2 separate regions of the Pan troglodytes genome follow, and region 1 is linked to region 2. Evidence: chromatin contacts called from public Hi-C data. All regions are on one chromosome and are shown on one strand. The core of a region is the stretch at or near the end of the contact, and the rest is flanking DNA. Distances in the headings are between cores, read along the strand shown. Region 1 holds the start of ADCY9 (adenylate cyclase 9). Region 2 overlaps ADCY9 (adenylate cyclase 9).

The links. Hi-C and Micro-C count contacts between places; a contact is called where the count stands out from the background.
Region 1: a contact with region 2 is called in a Hi-C map of stem cell-derived neural progenitor cells, with 2.5 times the contacts expected there. The contact joins the promoter of ADCY9 here to the enhancer-like site in region 2. A contact is called at or near these places in 1 of 7 Hi-C or Micro-C datasets (stem cell-derived neural progenitor cells) and 1 of 1 other capture datasets (stem cell-derived neural stem cells).

The regions. Positions count from the first base shown.
Region 1 is chr18:6,759,900-6,763,868 of NHGRI_mPanTro3-v2.0_pri, reverse strand. It overlaps ADCY9 (adenylate cyclase 9), which reads left to right and starts at 1,494. Exons shown (of 11, transcript XM_016929306.4): 1 at 1,494-1,627; 2 at 1,832-3,567. The coding sequence starts at 1,875.
Region 2 is chr18:6,698,243-6,702,517 of NHGRI_mPanTro3-v2.0_pri, reverse strand. All of the region lies in intron 2 of ADCY9 (adenylate cyclase 9), which reads left to right. Among named protein-coding and RNA genes, the nearest start is that of ADCY9, 62 kb to the left of the region's middle. Within about 2 kb of position 1,962, at least 7 of the 24 cell types and tissues checked have an H3K27ac peak or open chromatin away from gene starts, as enhancers often do. A contact at or near this core is called in stem cell-derived neural progenitor cells and stem cell-derived neural stem cells, where this site is marked.

The DNA of each region.
Region 1 (3,969 bases), core at 245-2,744, 62 kb before region 2:
CACATTTTACTTTTATTTTCTAATTCAACAGGGGCGCTGGGCCTGGGAGGCGAGGGAGGGGATGGAAGAGAGCCCCGTGACTGGCAGGAGGCACTGTGGAGTGTGGGGAGAAGGGGTCGGGATCTGCATGCTAGAGAGAATAGGATTTTATTTACACGTGGCAATGTTTATGGAGGCCAATGCACAACTGCCATTATAGGACGCGGACTCCTTTGAAAGTCTCATTTGTGTAAAAGGAAAAGCAATAGTTCATGAGGAGGATGAGAAGGGCTCAAGGACAGCAAGGTAAACTACCCCTGGGGCGGGGGAACGTGGTCGTCGGTGGGCCCAGCTTTGGAGGTTTGGCCCGCGAAGGTCGCCCCGTGAGCAGGTCCAGGGCAGGCCGAGTGCCCCGGGGCCCGCATTCATTGCTTACAGAGCAAGGGGAGCCTCCCGGGAGGGAAATCCAACGGTTGGAAACTTCGATTTATCCCAAAGGCGTGCCGAGTGGGAAGGCAACATTTTGATTTCTCAAACGTTGCGGCCAGCGGCTCCTTCCACGGCAGGCGCCTTCAGGTCTCTCCGCAGGGTCGGGACCCCGGGCGGCGCGCGGCCTCTGGGGCGCCGAGAGAGGCCGGGCCCACAGCGCCCGGAGCGCGGACAGTGGCCACAGCCCGCCGCCTAGAAGCGGCGCCGCCCGGGGCGGAGGGCGGAGCCGAGTGCGCGCCCCGCCCCGCCCCGCCCCGCAGCCCCAGCCCCAGCCTAGCGCGCGCACCAAGGCGGGGCGGCGCGCGGCCCGTGCGCGTGTCCGGGGCCAGGAGGCGGCGGCGGCGTGCGCGGGCCGCGCGTGCGCGCTGCGGCTGGGCGAGGGGCGGCGCGGGCGCGCGTCTGTCAGTGACAGCGGGCGGGGCGGGGGCCGGAGATGGTGGCGGCGGCAGCTCTTCCGACATGAGGCAGCGGCCGCGGGGGACACGGCGGCGGGCGCGGCGGCGGCCGCATCTCTAGCTCGGGGAGGCGGCCCCCGGCGTGGGCGCGGGCGGGCGGGCGTCCCGGCCGGCGTCGCGGGAGCCCGGCTCTGCGGCAGCGTCTGCACCGCCGCCCGGTGAGGGGCCCGCGTCCGTGGTTCCACGCGCTCGGTCCCGGGACAGCTGCGGCCGCGGCGGGAGCGGCGGCGCACTCGGGGGGAAGCAGGCCCCGCTAGACGGGCCGCGCCGACGGGCTCCGCACTCGCAGCCCGGGGCGCCCCCACCCCCAGCGCCCGCCGCCGCGGGCAGGGCCGGCCCGGAGCGCGGGGGGCGGCCGGGGAGCGCGGGCCGGGGGCGCCCGCCGAAGCTCGCTGCTCCGGGTCGGGGTCGGGGTCGGGGCCGGGGCCGGCCGCGCGCCGCCTTTGACGCATCGGAGCGCGGCTCCTGCAGGATGGAGGGCTCCGCGCCGCCAGCGGAGTTGTTTGTGCGCAGGCGGCTCGCGGGGCTGGGAGCGCTCAAGGTCTGAACTTCCCTCCGGAGCCGCAGCTGGAGGAGGCGAGCGCGCGAGGAGGAGAAGCCGCGCGGCGCGGAGGCCACCCTCGGGGCGAGAGGCGCGGAAGGCGAGCGAGCAAAGCGGTCCCGGAGCCACGCGGCCACGCGGCGGGGACCCCCGGGCGTTCTAGGTCCGTCCCGAGCGGTTCTCGTGCGCCTCGAAGGTGGGGGCGGTGGGGGCGGTGGGAGCACCGCTGAGCCGGGAACCACAGGAACAGATGGTGCCTGTCCAGGTCGCGTGCTGGAGCCGCCCCTTAGGACAGGAGCAGGTCCCGGGCCTCTAGGCGTGCGTGCCTAGGTGGGAGCGCCGCTAACTCTCCCCGTTTTGCTGGCAGGTACTGGTGACCCCGGCCGGGGCAGGCCCCGGGACTCGACAACATGGCTTCCCCGCCCCACCAGCAGCTGCTGCATCACCACAGCACCGAGGTGAGCTGCGACTCCAGCGGGGACAGCAACAGCGTGCGCGTCAAGATCAACCCCAAGCAGCTGTCCTCCAACAGCCACCCCAAGCACTGCAAATACAGCATCTCCTCTAGCTGCAGCAGCTCTGGGGACTCCGGGGGCGTCCCCCGGCGAGTGGGCGGCGGAGGCCGGCTGCGCAGGCAGAAGAAGCTGCCCCAGCTGTTCGAGAGGGCCTCCAGCCGCTGGTGGGACCCCAAGTTCGACTCGGTGAACCTGGAGGAGGCCTGCCTGGAGCGCTGCTTCCCGCAGACCCAGCGCCGGTTCCGATATGCGCTCTTCTACATCGGCTTCGCCTGCCTTCTGTGGAGCATCTATTTTGCGGTCCACATGAGATCCAGACTGATCGTCATGGTCGCCCCCGCGCTGTGCTTCCTCCTGGTGTGTGTGGGCTTCTTTCTGTTTACCTTCACCAAGCTGTACGCCCGGCATTACGCGTGGACCTCGCTGGCTCTCACCCTGCTGGTGTTCGCCCTGACCCTGGCTGCGCAGTTCCAGGTCTTGACGCCTGTCTCAGGACGCGGCGACAGCTCCAACCTTACGGCCACAGCCCGGCCCACAGATACTTGCTTATCTCAAGTGGGGAGCTTCTCCATGTGCATCGAAGTGCTCTTTTTGCTCTATACCGTCATGCACTTACCTTTGTACCTGAGCTTGTGTCTGGGGGTGGCCTACTCTGTCCTTTTCGAGACCTTTGGCTACCATTTCCGGGATGAAGCCTGCTTCCCCTCGCCCGGAGCCGGGGCCCTGCACTGGGAGCTGCTGAGCAGGGCGCTGCTCCACGGCTGCATCCACGCCATCGGGGTCCACCTGTTCGTCATGTCCCAGGTGAGGTCCAGGAGCACCTTCCTCAAGGTGGGGCAATCCATTATGCACGGGAAGGACCTGGAAGTGGAAAAAGCCCTCAAAGAGAGGATGATTCATTCCGTGATGCCAAGAATCATAGCCGATGACTTAATGAAGCAGGGAGATGAGGAGAGTGAGAATTCTGTCAAGAGGCATGCCACCTCGAGCCCCAAGAACAGGAAGAAAAAGTCTTCCATCCAAAAAGCTCCTATAGCCTTCCGCCCTTTTAAGATGCAGCAGATCGAAGAAGTCAGTATTTTATTTGCAGATATCGTGGGCTTCACCAAGATGAGTGCCAACAAGTCTGCCCACGCCCTGGTGGGTCTCCTGAACGATCTGTTCGGTCGCTTCGACCGCCTGTGTGAGGAGACCAAGTGTGAGAAAATCAGCACTCTGGGAGACTGTTACTACTGCGTGGCTGGCTGTCCCGAGCCCCGGGCCGACCATGCCTACTGCTGCATCGAGATGGGCCTGGGCATGATCAAGGCCATCGAGCAGTTCTGCCAGGAGAAGAAGGAGATGGTGAACATGAGAGTCGGGGTGCACACGGGCACCGTCCTTTGCGGCATCCTGGGCATGAGGAGGTTTAAATTTGACGTGTGGTCCAACGATGTGAACCTGGCCAATCTCATGGAGCAGCTGGGAGTGGCCGGCAAAGTTCACATTTCTGAGGCCACCGCAAAATACTTAGATGACCGGTACGAAATGGAAGATGGGAAAGTTATTGAACGGCTGGGCCAGAGCGTGGTTGCTGACCAGTTGAAAGGTATGTGCACTGCTTTACCTCGGCATCCCCCCTCCCTGATCCTGATTGTATTAAATTAAAAAAAAAAAAAACTTCCAGCCTCAGTGTCTGCAGACAGCTCAGGTATCTCAGAATGCCTTACCATGGGGGGATCTCAGGGTCAGTGTGACTTTTCTTTCAGCGGGTCAAATATCACAGATCTGTTCACACTGCAGAAAGGGACGCTGTGCAGAGATGACCTAGACGCGACCTTTAGAAGGAAGGAGAACTTTGAACGTGCATAACCACTGGTTGGCTGAAATGTGGGGGCACGTCCGGTGAATGTAAGGGTATGGAGCCCTTCAGCATTCAGCACTGTTTAGCACTTAAGGAAATTGCCTTTGCATTCATTTGGTCACCCTGAAGTCCCATCCAAATGTTTCT
Region 2 (4,275 bases), core at 713-3,212:
TTGTGGGAGCTGTCTTGCAGGCTCAGGCATCTTTGATAAGGAATTCCTCATACTTAGAAGTGGCACCTTTGTTCTGCTGGGGAATTGTTCCCAAAAGGTATCTTTTTTTTTTTTTGAAACGGATCCTCGCTCTGTCGCCCACGCTGGAGTGCAGTGGCACCATCTCGGCTCACTGCAAGCTCTGCCTTCTGGGTTCATGCCGTTCTCCTGCCTCAGCCTCCCGAGTAGCTGGGACTACAGGCGCCCGGCGCCACGCCTGGCTAATTTTTTTGTATTTTTAGTAGAGACGGGGTTTCACCGTGTTAGCCGGGATGGTCTCGATCTCCTGACCTCGTGATCCCCCCACCCCGGCCTCCCCAAAGTGCTGGGATTGTAGGCGTAAGCCACCGCGTCTGGCCTTTTTTTTTTTTCCTTTTTGAGACAGAGTCTTGCTCTGCTGCCCAGGCTGGAGTACAGTGGCCCGATCTTGACTCACTGCAACCTCTACCTCCTGGGTTCAAGCAATTCTCCTGTCTCAGCCTCCCGAGTAGCTGGGATTATAGGTGTGTGCCACTATGCCCAGCTAATTTTTTGTATGTTTAGTAGAGACAGGGTTTCACCATGTTGGCCAGGTTGGTCTTGAACTCCTGACCTCAAGTGATCTGCTCGCCTCAGCCTCCCAAAGTATTGGGATTACAGGTGTAAGCCACCATGCCTGACCCCAAAAGACATCTAAAAAGGCTTTTTCACTTGTGAAATCTGCTGAATAGAGCTGGCTTCCTGAGGCCTGGGGGCCCTTCCCGGTGTGGAAGAATGGCTCTGCCGTTGGCTACCACAGTGCTGGGGCCTGTACTCGCGCCTCCTCTGCCTGTGTCTGCCTTGTGTGCCTCCCCTTCCGCGGGGGCCCTGCTCTCTGCCTCTTTCTGAACTTCCAGAGTTTTTGAGGTGTGAGTGTGTTGTTGAATTTCATTTACATAATAATTAAAGAGTCAGGGTTTCATGATCTACTGATGTAAAACCCGCAGAAACCCTAAAATCTCGAGTGGTGTTGTACAGCATGTGGGATTCTTTTGTATAACTTGATGATTTTCAAAATATCCATTTCGGCTGGGCACAGTGGCTCACACCTGTAATCCCAGCACTTTGGGAGGTCGAGGCAGGTGGATCACGAGGTCAGGAGATTTAGACCGTCCTGGCTAACACAGTGAAACCCGTCTCTACTAACAATACAAAATTAGCTGGGCATGGTGGCGGGCACCTGTAGTCCCAGCTACTCGGGAGGCTGAAGCAGGAGAATTGCTTGAACCCGGGAGGCGGAGCTTGCAGTGAGCCGAGATTGTGCCACTGCACTCCAGCCTGGGTGACAGAGCGAGGGTCCATCTCAAAAAAAAAAAAAAGAAAAAAATCCATTTAATCAGAGCCATACTTGTTGATTAGTACAGGTGCTTCCCGTATCTAATACCTCCAGCAAGAAGGTTTGCGAAATGGGCACAGAGTAATAGGAAGAGTTTCAGGAAGATGGTTTGAGTGAAAATCATTTCAGAACCAAGCCCTGCGAAGTCTTGGTTTCTGCAATCCACCACACTTTGGGAAAATCGGGAATTTTGTTTAGTCCATTTCTATTTTTGTGCACCACAAATATGTAAACAAAGCTGGGATCTTCGTCGGGGGCGGGGGGAAGGGCGACAGAACGCTGACATCTAATGCTGGTCATCGGTATTTCCATGTGTTTCCTGATCCCATTGTCTCTGCTATTTAAATTAATTAATTCCACAAGTATGCACTCAGTAAATATTGTGAGCCAGGCACTATTCTCGGCTCTGTGGTTGCATCAGTGAACAAAACAGACGCTAATCCTACTTTCATGAGCCATCTGTAATAGAATGGGTGAGTCAAGAAATTGACACATGCATTAGAAAAATATGTAGCGTGTCGCTGGTAAGTGCTTGAGAGCTCATCAGGGAAGGGCAGGAGTTTGTGGAGTGGGGGTGAGGGATGTGGGGTGGGGCGGGGCAAGGGTGGCAAGAGGCCTGGGGCTGCTGGTTGCAACTGTAACCAGAGTGGCCAGGGAAATCCTTGCTCCTCTGGGTAATGCCCTATCCGGAAGACCCTTGCAAATTTCTAAAATGCTGTGTTTTATTACCGAGAAAGAGTCGTCTGGGAGCTCTCCGAGGCAAATAACTTTTGAAGTTGGCATAAGCAGGATATTGTGCAATGGGGCTCACTGGCTGCGTCCCAGGCCTCCGCATCTGATGTGAACCACAGCTTTGCAATCGGTCCCCGTGCCATCCAAAAATATTTTGTGACCTTGCCGGTTGGCAGTTTTTAAAAAATGTTATTTTCAGTCTCCAAAAAAGGGAAACATCAAAGTGCAGGCTGTCCACTCCTGCCCTTCTTGATAGACACAGACAGCTGGGCCACACAATCAGCCATTGTGGCGACAAGTGCCCAACTGTTATAAATAGATGGCGGGCTCGCACGTGAAGCGCTCCAGAGGAAGGGCAAGTGCTCTGGGGACACTGCCAACTGCTGTTTCCGTCGAGAGCTCTTCTCAAAGATCAATATTATTTTATGTCTCAGCGACTGAATTTGAAAAAACGACTGTGAAAGCACCTAGTAACTTAACTGTCTCCAGGATTCCATTCCAAACGCATCTTCTCTCTTCACTGTTAATCTTAGATGTTTCCCATGCTTATTTAGTAATCATTGCCTGACGGCCCACTTCACTGCGATTTAGTCTCTTGCGGCTCACTTGAAATGGTAGAGTTATGGATAACCCCGCTGGTGTATGTGCGTGTGATGCGTGGCCGGAAGTGCATGCCCATTGAATAATCACGTTCGTCCCACATCTTAGCCCCTCTTCCAAGACATGTTTACTGTCGTTTACGTGTCACATGTCAAAACATCTTAAAACTATGCCACGCATGTAATAGGCTCTCAGTGATTAAAAAATCAGTTTGTCTCTTAAGGAAAAAAGAATAACAGCATGTGACTCTTGTGAGTCCCTGACAAAGAATCTGTTGTTCCCCGTGCACTTGAAGAGCCGCTCATGTCAAGAAGCAACTTGTGATTATGCAATGTGTGACTTAAGGCATTGTCAGATGCGTTCGGCTGAAACGGGACCCCGCCCCAGCAGTTTGCCTTACTAAGTTAACATGGTAAGTCAGATTTTAGTATTGTAGAAAAAGCCACATTCAATATTCTTTGAGTAGCATATTTATTTCCTAGGGCTACTGTACCAAAGTACCTCAAACCAGGTGGCTTCAAACAACAGAGTTACACGCTAGTTGATATCTAGTGATTCAAAGAACAGAATTCCACACTAGTTGTTATCTAGGAATGCGGAGTGAGTGATAGAGGGGGTTTTGTTGGCGTTATATTCTAATTTTGAAGTAAGTTTAAATTTACAGAGATGCTCCCAAACAGTATAAAGAATTCCCAAATACTCTTCACCCAGATTCCCTGAATTAACATTCCGACATGTTTGTCTGTCTGTCTCTCCACATACACACATCCCTTTTTTCCGGAATAATTTGAGAATAGACTGCAGAGAGTGCCTCTAGATTCTCCTGTGTGGGTTTCCTAAAAACAAGAACGCCCTCCCGGATAGCCTGCACCGACCTGCCCAAATCAGGACGTGGGCACTATCACGCCGTGCCACCAAATGCAGAGGCCCCGGAGCCCGCCCAGGACCACAGGCGCCGTCCGTGTCAATGGCTCTCGAGTCTCCTTCAATCTGGGGCTGTTCCTTCGTCTCTGCCTTTCACGACCTTGACATTTTTTGAAGAGAACAGGCCAGTTACTTTGTAGAATGTCCCTCGGTTTGGGCTGGTCTCATATTCCTTCATGATGAGAATCAGGCGGTAGGTTCCTGGCAGGAGAGTCCCTGCAGGGATGTCACGACAGGAACGCACACAGGTCTGGTCAGTCCCATTTCTGGAGAAGTTAACTTATCGTTTGGTTGAGGTGGTGTCTACCAGGTTTCTCCACTGTAAAATTAATTTGTTGGTATTTTGTAATTATCAGTTAAAAAGTACTGTTTCTGGTGGGGAGATTTTTTGGGGACTCGGAAAATATCCTGTTTCTCATTAAACTTTTTGCCCATTTGTTTTAGCATCCTGGGATGATTCTTGCCTGAGGGAATTAGTATGAGCGTTGCCAAATGGTGATGTTTCTAGTTGCATTGTTTCTTTTGCATTTATTAGTTGGCATTCCACTGCAAGCTGGAGCTTGCCTGTTGACTATCCCTCCTTCCTATCAATACACTCATAGACTCCTATTTTACCCATTGGGTTA